Regions from separate parts of the Mus musculus genome. Here region 1 is linked to region 2. A link is a contact called in public HiChIP or PLAC-seq data. All regions are on one chromosome and are shown on one strand. Each heading gives the region's core, a stretch centred on a gene start, on an enhancer-like site or on the middle of the called end of the contact. The rest is flanking DNA. Distances are from core to core; before and after follow the strand shown. Region 1 has its middle 35 kb from the start of Gm41259. Region 2 has its middle 94 kb from the start of Gm41259.

Region 1 (6,102 bases), core at 361-2,860, 130 kb before region 2:
CAAAAAGAGATGTATAAAGCCATGGGACACAGTAAAGCATCCAGAGATAAATCCATAAATACAATCTACTAATTCTGAACAAGGATGCCAGGAATACAAAATAAGAAAATGGCAAGCTGTCAAACTAATGAAGCTCATATACAAAACAATGAAACTGAACCATTAGATTATATAATACACACAAGCTAACAAAAAATGGATGAAGATTTAATTATAGGGCTGGAAACCACAAACATTCTAGAAGAAAACACTGGCACAACTGTACAACTGGTCTTGGCATGATTTTACCAATATTATTTCCCAAAGCATAGGCAATGCAAAACAAAACAACTAAATAGGACTCCGTAAAGTATACATTTCTGAGTTAGTACAATTTGACTTTAAATATCAGTCATCCTACTACATGTAAAGGTATAGCTTATTTTTGCTTTGATTTCCAGATATTTTTTTAAAAAATGTGTGTGTGTGTGTGTGTGTGTGTGTGTGTGTGTGTGTGGTGTGTATAGGCTGAGTATGCCTTGAATTCAACTTGTAGACCTTATAAAGGAAACCAACATGATGCATGAAAATATGTTCAAGCCATTTGTCTAATAGGACATTAATATTTAAAGGGAAATATCTAAAATTGCAAACATTGAGGCAGTTTCAATTGAACAGGCAAGTGCACAGTGGATAACTTTGCAAATTTGGTATATGGATAAACAACAGTTAAATGAAAACTGGTGTGGCATTAAAGCTCTGTTTGCCCATGCTCTATCGTTTTACTTGCCAAAACAAAGCTTTGCTGATTTTGCCGTTCAAAATATGCCTTATCAGCTTCAAAATTACCTTTCATATAGGATTCAGTGGTCCTACACTGGTGACCACGAGATAAGTCAGAGCCCCACAAAGAAATTGTTTAGAGATGCACCAGAGATGTTGTTAACTGGGAGCCATTTAGGAACTGAAAGGAAACCAGGAGTTAAATAATACTTAAACAATATTTAGTTTTACTAGATGCTCTAACATTATTTTGTCCACGTAAAGAGACTATTTCTGTCTTTATGGTGTGATGTTATATGGTCTCTATGTTACTTGGTTTGCCTCTTCGCCTTTCCCTTCCACTCCAGCCCGAAATGACTTGTTGTTCAGCAGCCGATAGAAAGTTGTTTGAGTCAGCTAAAAGATCATCGTGAGCACTTGAGAGTTTTGAGGCCTGAGAAGACAGCCAGCTTGCATGACTAGGTTGGGTGACTTCTTCCTGTTTGCTGACGAATGTTTGCATGTTTGGCAGAATGCGGTTTAAGGGTTGCTTCCATTGTAACAAGCCTTCTGTTGGTAGGAGGCACATAGTGTTCTCTCTCAGCTGGAAGCCTTCCACACAAACCAAAACAAAACTGAAAACAAAACAACGAAAATCCTTCCTAGTTTCTAAAAGGCAAATTTGCCTTACTCTGGTCTGCCTCTGTAAGATTTTATCATTGACTTGCCATTGGAACGTTTTGTTCTCTGGATGTTCTTCTCATAATAATTCACTAAACATCAAAGAGGAACTCCACTGACCCCTTAATAATGAGATGCTTCCCTCTGGCTTCAGACCATGTCTATGAAAAAGTAACTCATTCACGGAGATCTGTCCAGCATGAGCATTTTGTTTGGATTTTAGCTATCTTTTCTCCTGAGTTATGAGGGTGTTTTAGACACACTATGAATCTGATTGAAACACTATTTTTGCAGTGAAATTCAGTAAGTGTGTTTTACCCAGGATCAGTTAGTGTGGTCACTAAACAGGATCCTACCTGAGTGTGTTGTCAGGACACAATACTATAGCTCTCTGGCCACTCTTCCGAGTTCTCTCCTCTGCCCTGTGTGCAGCAGAGGGCAGTAGTGAACTGTGCATTTTATGTGGTTTCTTTCTCCAGAAACACAAACCAAGTCAGTATAATAACAGTAATCTTGAACATGCCCATTATTGAATAATATTTTTTCTTTTGAACAAATCATCATTTACTTAGGTCACACACCCATATATAGCTTTTAATTTCTGATCTGAGACTTAACACTATAATTCATGCAATTTAGGATTTGAATATAGTATTGTTTTGCAAATAGACATTCACAAGTCAAATGTGGACAAGAAAAAATATAATTGTCTTAAGGAAATCTTGAGCATGTGCAATACAGACACACACCCACACATCTCTCTCTCTCTCTCTCTCTCTCTCTCTCTCCATATATATATGTATGTGATGGCATATATAAAATATAAAGCTTATACTCTTCCTCAAGGAAACATGTTCTCCCTTATCATCCTTCCAAGTAAATGAAATGTTTCTTATCAAATATAGTAACATGAATAGAAGATTTCTCCCCATAGGCTTATATATTTAACACTTTGTCCCCATTGCTGGTGCTTTTGGGGGACGCCATGGAAGTTTCAGGACAAGAAACTCACTGCAGGAAGAGCTTTACTGGGGAGGTCTTTGAGAGTAACTAGCCTTCCTTGTTCCATTTCCACATTGCTGTCCAGCTTTCGCTTTTCTGTTGCCCTCTAGGCCTCATGCTTTTGTTGAGCACTGTGGCGCCTTTCTCTCCCATTACTGATTTTCCTTCTCAGTGCTAGGTCAAAATAAACTCTTTCTTTTATAAGTTGCTTTGGTCATTGTGCTTTTATCATGGCAACAAAATCATGACATTGATAAAACTTAAAGATTATAAAATTATATGCTAGGAATGCCTTCCCCACATCTCAGTATCTATTTTTTACTTTCTTTGAGTTTGTTAGTTTCATCTTTTTGCTTTTTTTTTTGTCTGTGTGTATGGGAGGATAGCATACACTGGCTTTCTGAGTGCTGATGATGGCAGAGACACATTACTATACCTTGGTAATTTCAACGTTCTAGCATTTCTTTTAACTCGATACAAGATATGTTTTAACAGGAATGTTTAGTCAATTTACATTGATTCCACAGTAAATTACCTATTCAACATTAAATGCTTTCCTCAGATTGGAGTTCTTCAGTATTTTCCATCTCATTGAAAAGCACAGGCAGTCTCTAGATGGTCCATCTGGGGATCCATCCCATAATCAGCCTCCAAACGCTGACACCATGGCATACACTAGCAAGATTTTGCTGAAAGGACCCTGATATAGCTGTCTCTTGTGAGGCTATGCTGGGGCCTAGCAAACACAGAAGTGGATGCTCACAGTCAGCTATTGGATGGAACACAGGGCCCCCAATGGAGGAGGTAGAGAAAGTACCCAAGGAGCTGAAGGGATCTGCAACCCTATAGGTGGAACAACAATATGAACTAACCAGTACCCCTGAGCTCTTGTCTCTAGCTGCATGTGTATCAGAAGATGGCCTAGTCAGCCATCATTGGGAAGAGAGGCCCATTGGTCTTGCAAACTTTATATGCCTCAGTACAGGGGAACGCCAGGGCCAAGAAATGGGAGTGGGTGGGTGGGGGAGCGGGTGAGAGAGCGTGTGGGGGACTTTTGGGATAGCATTGGAAATGTAAATGAGGAAAATACCTAGTTAAAAAAAAAAAGATATCCTGGACTGCGTGTAACGAATTGTAAAATCTGCCCAATGATCCTGAGAAAGTCATGAAAATTTATAAAGTCGCATTTATAAAGCTAAGATAAAAGCTCTTGCCTCAAAGGGTTTTGTGATCATCGATATTAGTTTCTGGGTATTAAAAAATATCTTATAAACTCTGAAAAAAAAAAAAAGAAAGAAAAGCACCGGCACCAACGCAAACGCGAGTACCTGTCGCAATTCTGTCTCATGCATACCTAGCAAACCTGTCCTGTTTGCAAGTGTTGCTAATTATCCCTCCAACATAAATCCACTTTCCTCTCCCAATCTCCCTAATCCATCACTGTTTCTTATTTAGGTCCTACATGCCTCTGTATTATTTCGTGTCGTATGTTTCCATCGAAAAGCAAAATTTGTATCTTAAAAATGTTAATAATATCATGAAGTCTTTATACTTAAATTTTTGTATGCATTTTTATGACAATTTAGCCTACGTATAAATTTATGCATTCACCCAAACCTATAATTTTACTCTGCATCCCAACTACTCTGAGGACAGTTCTCTCTCTGACTCTTCTGTGCATCCACACTACCTTACTAACATTTAAAGTACCAGGTTCAGTCTTTTGTTCAGGACCTTTGTATTTGCTTTCGCTCTGCTTTTAGCATCTCCTAACCCAGCTTCTAACGTTTTGAGTTCCTTTAATAGGGGATGCCTCCGTTCCTGTAGCTCTACCCCATGAGGGTTTCTTCAACAATTCTGTGGGAGTAAACTACCCTCTACTTTATCTCTTTCACTTAGTCATAGATGGCACCCAAGCTGTAGAAGATATTCCTGAAGATATCACAACACTAAAGTGTTAAGGGAATATATCAATTTTATGAACTTTCATGCATTTCATTGTGCCAATGTGCATGAAAGAGAATCATTTGTCAAGTCAAAAGTCAAAATAATCTAATATTTATGGTGAAACATTTCTTTATCTGAAGAATGTTTTTGTCTGTTAGAATATTGAATATAAGGATACGTGAGAGCAGACAGCTAAGACTAATAAAAGCAAATGAGGAGAGGTGAGGTTTGCATCACCGAGAAAATACAATGAGATTAATGGATGGAGTCATTGGTGAAATACAAGTAAACCTATAGAAACATACACTTCGTATTTACTAAAATGGGTGTGGTGAATGTATAGGAAATGCCCTGTGAAGTTGGAATTATTATCAATTATTCATGGAAATGTACAATAATGACTCTGTGAAAAGCAGTTTGTATTTCCTCCAAAACCTCAACAAAATACCATTTTATGTAACAACTTTACTAATAGGTATGTAAAGGCATTTAAAACTGACTTAATTATGCATCAATATGTAAGACCTGTATGCCACCGTCCATTGCAGCAAAAGCTTAAGACAACTCAATCTTTACCAACAAACATGATGAAATATGGTATGTGTGTATAATGGAGTATTATTTAGTTGTACGAAGGAATGGAATTCTGATATACGTCACAGCAATGAATTTCCCAAGTGGAAAATGCTGTGAGCGATCATGAGGGTATTGGCCATCTGTCTTCATTAGAAAAATACCTATTCAAGTTCTTTGCCTATTTCTTTCAAAATAAAAGCTATTTTCCTATTGTTTGTGTATTTCTGTGCAGGCCTATGATTATGAGTTTGCAAGTGTACATGTGTGCGTGTGTGTGCAAACATGTGTGTGCACGTTTAAGGTGGACGTTAGTCTCAGCTTTTTTGTTTGTTTGTTTGGTTGTTTTTGAAAGAGGGAACCTGGCCATCTTGATGCTATCCAAGTAGACAAGGTTAGCTGACTGCCAGTGATTCACAGAGATATTTGGTCTGTCTCTGCCTCTCCAACAGTGGTATTATGAGCACAGGTCGCCACACCTGGCTTTTTACATAAGTCCTAGGGACTGCATCACATTCTTACAGTTGTTTGGTAAATATTTTACTGTCTGAGCTATGACCCCAGCCCATTTGTCCATTTCTCAGTTGGGTCTGCCTTGTGATTAAGAAGAAAGTTTCCATATGGGATGGATCTCCAGGTGGGGCAGTCTATGGATGGTCATTCCTTCAGTCGCTACTCCACACTTTATCTCTGAAACTCCTTCCATGGGTATTTTGTTCCCCCTTCTAAGAAAGATCGAAATATCCTTACTTTGGTCTTCCTTCTTCTTGAGTTTCATTTGATTTTGCGATGCAGCCCCATAGGAGGAACAACAATATGAAGTAACCAGTACCCCCAGAGCTCCCTTGGACTAAACCATAAATCAAAGAAAACACATGGTGGGACTCATGGCTCCAACTGCATATGTACCAGAGGATGGCCTAGTTAGTCATCAATGGGCGGAGAGGCCCTTGGTCCTGTGAAGGTTCTATGCCCCAGTGTAGGGGAATGCCAGGGCCAGGAAGCAAAAATCGGTAAGTTGGTGAGCAGGGTTAGGGGGTATGGGATAGGGGGTTTTCGGAGGGGAAACCAGGAAAGGGGATAACATTTGAAATATAAATAAAGAAATATTTACTAAAAATAAATTGTTTAATTTTAATTATGCAATTAATTACGTGA
Region 2 (5,580 bases), core at 1,331-3,830:
ATGAGACCATTTGAACTTTGTCCATTGACCTTTTGATCTAGAACTCTATATACAGTAACTAGAAAACGTAGGAGCTGAGGATGGCCAGTAATGAAATAAGACTTCAGTCTTACAATTCCAGGGACCCAAATTTTAACAACAATCCAAATGAGTTAGGGTGTGACTTCCCCCAGAGCCTCCAGTTATAACTCAAGCCTCCTTCTTGGATCCTGCTATTTAAGATTGTAGGTGTCAATATTCAGATAGTTCCTGTGGGCTTGATGCAAAATTGAAGACTCCCTTTTTGAGTAGAACTTCCTCTTTTCTGACTGACTTTATCTGGGGAGCCTGACCTCCACACCCTCTACCTGACTAGTGCCACAAAGTCCTTGGCAAAATGTTCAACTTCCTCTCCCCTAACCCTCATAAAAACCTGCCCAGCAAGTACTTGGGATTCCTGGAATGTCTTTCCATGCAAATGAGCCACACTTAGTACTTTAAACTCCAGCCAATGATTTTTTTCCCTCTCACCCATTTATTAAAGAAACAGTAAGAAAAGATACAATGGAGGAAAACCAACCATTTTTCACATCAAGCTGAACACAGCACAGTGATTTCCCTTTCATCCCTCCACCCCCACCCCAGCCCCCCACTTCCCATCCATCGCAGTTTAAGTTTTGAGGTTCTTTGATTGGGAGGACCAGTGAGGAGGGAGCTGGCTGATCGGAGGAAGCTTAAATCTGTCCACCTCTAAGTCCCAGAAGAAAGGAGCCGCAGGCCCAGTCAAGCAGCAATGTGGTGGGTCTGTGACGTGGGTGTCCACCTCCCATTCTGTGTTTAAGCCCCGAGGGAAAGGTCTGGCAGTAGAACATGACTAGGTCCAGGGAGCCGGGTCAGAGTTACTGAAACATGGTCCGTTCACCAATGCAGTGTCACTAGACAACAAGCGAGCCAATTCTCCAGCGGTGAGTGGGGAATTAGAACCTGCAGGCCAACGTATCCCGGAGGAAAACGTCCATGAGAACAGTTCAAGGAACTAGTAAGAAACAAGGGGCAGAAAGCTGTGGGACAAAAGCACAGAGGCTTCCGGAAGGCCAGAGAGCCTTTTCCTTGAGGCCAGGATCACCCCTATCTGCCATAGTCCATGGCTCACAAATAACATTTTGCCTTCAGTCAAGAAAAAAAGCAGAGGAAAAAGAAGGCTCATTTGAACTCGAGCCCCAGCTATGTTCTTCAGACTGTAGTTCCATATCTACTCTTTTATCTAAGAGACAGCCCCATCTCAGAACCACAGTGCTTAAATAACAAAGTGGCCCTGGAAGAAAAATGGTATTTAAGGGGATAACATTGCATTTGGGTACATTGCAGCCATTGGACCCCTTGGTCTGGGGAAAGCAGCTGGATTTGAGCCAGGGAGGCTGCCCACCCTAGGAAATGGGAAATAGGAAATGCCTACAGGGCCATTCATCCTTGGAAAGGAAGCTGGGTTAAGGCCCAGGGTCCCCGTTGGTCTTGCAAAAGGAGCTGGGTTGATACCCACAGGGCCTGCTGGAGAAGAGCCCAGGGGCCCCGCAGCTGACCTGGGGAAAGCAACTTGACCTAGGCCTAATAGACCAGCAGACCTTGGGAAGGCAGCTGGACTAGGAGCCTGCAGGCCAGAGGCCCTTGGAAAGTTAGCTGGGTTGGAGCCTAGTAGCCCAGAGGCTCTTGGGAAAACTGCTTGATTTGAGCCCTGGAGGCCAGCAGACCTCTGAAAGGTACCTGGATTTGAGGCCAATGTGCCAGAAGACTGAGAGAAGGCATTTGGGTTCAGTCCTCCTGATCCTGTCCCCCTTGGAAAGACTCCAGCATTTACCCCCACGGGGCCACCTGGTCTTGAGAAATGAGCTGAATTAGGACCCATAGGGCCAGGAGCCCTTGACATGGGAGAGGGATTTGGCCCTGGAAGGCCAAGTTCTTGAGAGCTAGGACCTTTGTTTGGACCTATGGGACCAGGTACTCTTGTCATGGTGGGCGGGTTTGTGCCCATGTTTCCAGAAGCTTGGAAAAAAGAAACGGAATTTGTCCCTAAAAGACCTGCTGCCCTCAGGATGGGGGCAAGATCTAAGCCTTGAGGTCCAGCCATTCTTAAGTTAAGACCAGATCCTGTACCCAAGAGGTCACCTGCTCTGTTGTCCAGATTTGGGCCTGGGCCTACGCCACCAGCTCTTGGGTTGGGCCCAAGACCTGGTTCTAAGCCACATGCTCGTGGGTTCAGCCAATGATTTATATTCACCCTAAAAACTCCTTTCTACTTTCCAAGGTTCATCAACCCCCAAAAAGTGTACACACACAAGCTGTTTCACTGAGTATCAGTAGAGAAGGCTTTCATGTAATAAAGGCTGTAACACTGGACTCCTCACCCCACCCTGTTCTAGCCTCTGCTTCATCCTTCCAGCCCAGTATGCAGCTGCACCTTGACACCCCGAGGGAGAAAGTAGAACATGGAGCCACATCTTATTGATGGTCAATTTCTTCAGTGAAACCCTGATCCAGGCTGTGTCAGATGTCAGAAAAGGGAACTATTTCAAGCCTGCAGACTTATGCAGCGTATTATGCAATAACTGAAAGTGATAAATAAGGATTTCATGGGATTTTAGCAGATGCTGCAACATACTTCAAAGAAGCAGTTTATATTCTCAGCAGCAGGAAATCAATCAGCATTTTGTGTGCCTCACATCTTGGTCATCTCTTGTTTTGTCAGTTTCGATTTTGATATCTAGTGGGTTTGCATGATATTTTATTACAGGTCTTGGCTCAATTTCTTACTTTCTGTGGGTTTTCAGGAGTCATCTTATCTGTCCTATCAGTAAGGAAAATCCATTAGCTATGAAAGCAGTGGCGCTTTCTAGAAGATTAGATTTCATTTTAAACTGAGGATATCCGATCTGCAACCTTATGCTTGTCTTCAATATTCTTTATGCATGTAGACAAAGAGAATCAAGATAAACTTGAGGTTCAAAGTAGCATTACAGGACACCACTATTAAATTAATTAATATGCTAATGTCACACTGGTCATCTTTAGAGAAATAGAAGTTTGAATTTATTCAATATCCCTTTTTAAAATTGGAAGCTATTTTTTGCTATTATTCTCTAAAATCAATTTATGGTGGTAATAGTATTGTCATAGTACATAATGGTAAATATTTGATTAAGTATACACCTATTAATCATTAATGGATAAAACTAAAGTGAAATGTTATACTCAGGCTTTTAGACAGAATGAAGATCTTCCTTTCTTAGATTTAACCAGCTTTCTCTTTCCTTCTCTCCTTCTTCTACCTCTCTTCTCCAGAACTAAAATTAAAGCAAAAGCAATTCCATGACCAAACGCCAACAGTCTTATGGGTATAATTTTTATTTTATCATAAGGAAATACTATAATGGTATTTTTTGCAAACATCCTAAATTAAGTGTTAGTAATTAGTCATTCAAATAGGGTAATAATAACTATTTGTAATTTAATTGCGATTAGTTTATGGTGAAATGCCTTTGTCTTTTTATAACTCAAATAAATAAGTTTAAAAGATCCTCTTAGCATTTCATTCAATTTATTTTGTGTGTTTGTTTTATTTTTCCAAGAGAAAAGGTTCCGAAAGAGTTGCTAGAGCATAGCAATGAGCGTGTTAGATCAGCATCTACAGGTGCCCTGAAGAATGAGAACGTATTGATTACAAATCGAGTTTCCTTTGGCTACTTTTTCTCTTTTATAAACAGTTCTTCTTTACTGGTACTGTTATCATGCTTATTCCCCTGCATCCTTTTGTATCAGGTATTAGACTTATTGTAAGAATAATGAAATCTATGTTTTAATACTCAAGTATTTCCTTCCTAGTGGATTATATAGATCCCCTCCTACTACAAAATCACATTAATGTCTATTTTTATCACAATAATTTTAAACATTACATCTACCCACATCAAAACTTCTATCTGAAGGTGTTACAATTTGAGGATCAGGTATTTAAGAGAAGAATGGTGTTACAGAGTGATTGGCTACTTGCCCTTTCTATTAAATGTGCCTAGGTGTGGCTCTGTGCATGGGAAAGCCTGTAAAAGACAGAAAGAAGCATTGGATTTTCATGGAGCTGGAATTACAGGTGGTTGTCACCTGTGGAGTCAAGGAAACAGCAGCTCTGGTCCTCTGCAAAGCAGCATATGCTCTTGGTTGCTGAGCCCTCTCCCCATCCTCTCGTACCATTATTCACTTCTGGTGTTACACACACACATTTATCTGCTATTATTCTCTGACATCGGAAAGCTTCCCTCAGCAATGCTTTTGAAGTAGATCTACTCTCAGCTAGAACTCCTTGTTTCCTTTTCTCTGGGAATATCCAGATCATTTTAATTCATGAAGGCTATTTCACTGATACAAAATTCTTTGGCTTCCTATTCTCAGATGACTATCTGTTGTCCACTTATAACATGTTCACAGTCAAACAATTTCCAGACTGAGTGGAAACAAACAAACAAACAAACACCCAAAAAAAGTTAGAGAAAGGACTGAAGGAGCTGAAGGGAGCTGATAGGAAGAACAACAATATCAGCCAACCAGACCCCTCAGAGCTCCCAGGGACTAAACCACCAACCAAGTACTACACATGGATCCAGCTGCATATGTAGCCAAGGATGGCCTTATCTGGCATCAGTGGCAGGGGAAACCCTTGATCCTGTGAAGGCTTGATGCCCCAGTTTAGGAGAATTCTAGGGTGGGGAGGCGGGAGTGGGTAAGCGGGTGGGGAACACCCTCATAGTAGCATGGGGAGGAGGGATAGGATAGATGGTTGGGGGGGGTGGCGGGAAAGGGCATAACATTTGAAATGCAAATAAAGAAAATGTCCAATATTAAAAAGAAAAAATCAACCAACCAACCAAACAACAACAAACCATAAGCACAGAAACAGGCCTGGAGACACCACTGCAGATTGACTGTAGACAGTTCTCCTTGATTCCTGACTTCTCTAGCTTCTGAGTCCTGATGTTTCCTGCCACTCACATTCTCACTAAGATCACCAAGAGAAACAAGAGGCGAACATGGTGAACTCTAACTCCTCTAAAGCATTTAGAGTTTTGTTTCTTTTTCCCAAAGTAAAACTCAAATTACTCTTAATCTGTCTCCCAGCATCCAGTTACTGGCTATTATTTGCCATTGTAATTTCACTATGTTCTGATCAGGAGACAGAAGGAAAAGCCTCACAAGAGCCCAGGGCTGGCTTGAATTCTGACATGTGTTCCATCTGCCCGTTTACATTTACTTCTCAAAGTCTCAATAGATCACTGTATGTTCTGTCCGGTTCTTCTATTGTTGTTGTTCATGATGTTTTTAACCTGTCTTACTATCAAAATTATACTTGAACTGCAGTGGCTTAGGAAACAGACCTCTTGATATCTTAATTTTGATCATTTTAATTTATTAGAAATGTCTAATATAAATGGCTTTCTAACACATAACATGATGTCTGGCATATCGGAAGAATTTAAGAAATGATTGTATGAAAGAATTGATGGGAGAATGAATAACATTTTCTAGGCAACTACATTCACTGGGATACGACCATTT

The links. HiChIP or PLAC-seq counts read pairs in DNA pulled down with a chosen protein or histone mark.
Region 1: a contact with region 2 is called in an H3K4me3 HiChIP or PLAC-seq map of bone marrow-derived macrophages, with 5 times the contacts expected there. The contact joins two enhancer-like sites. A contact is called at or near these places in 1 of 15 datasets of contacts at CTCF or cohesin (large pre-B cells), 1 of 484 Hi-C or Micro-C datasets (embryonic stem cells), 1 of 115 datasets of contacts at active chromatin or transcription factors (bone marrow-derived macrophages) and 1 of 9 other capture datasets (bone marrow-derived macrophages).

The regions. Positions count from the first base shown.
Region 1 is chr15:6,076,664-6,082,765 of GRCm38.p6, reverse strand. No RefSeq gene overlaps it. Among named protein-coding and RNA genes, the nearest start is that of Gm41259, 35 kb to the right of the region's middle. Within about 2 kb of position 1,610, at least 37 of the 459 cell types and tissues checked have an H3K27ac peak or open chromatin away from gene starts, as enhancers often do. A contact at or near this core is called in bone marrow-derived macrophages, where this site is marked.
Region 2 is chr15:5,948,096-5,953,675 of GRCm38.p6, reverse strand. It overlaps the pseudogene Gm49095. Among named protein-coding and RNA genes, the nearest start is that of Gm41259, 94 kb to the left of the region's middle. Within about 2 kb of position 2,580, at least 8 of the 459 cell types and tissues checked have an H3K27ac peak or open chromatin away from gene starts, as enhancers often do. A contact at or near this core is called in bone marrow-derived macrophages, where this site is marked.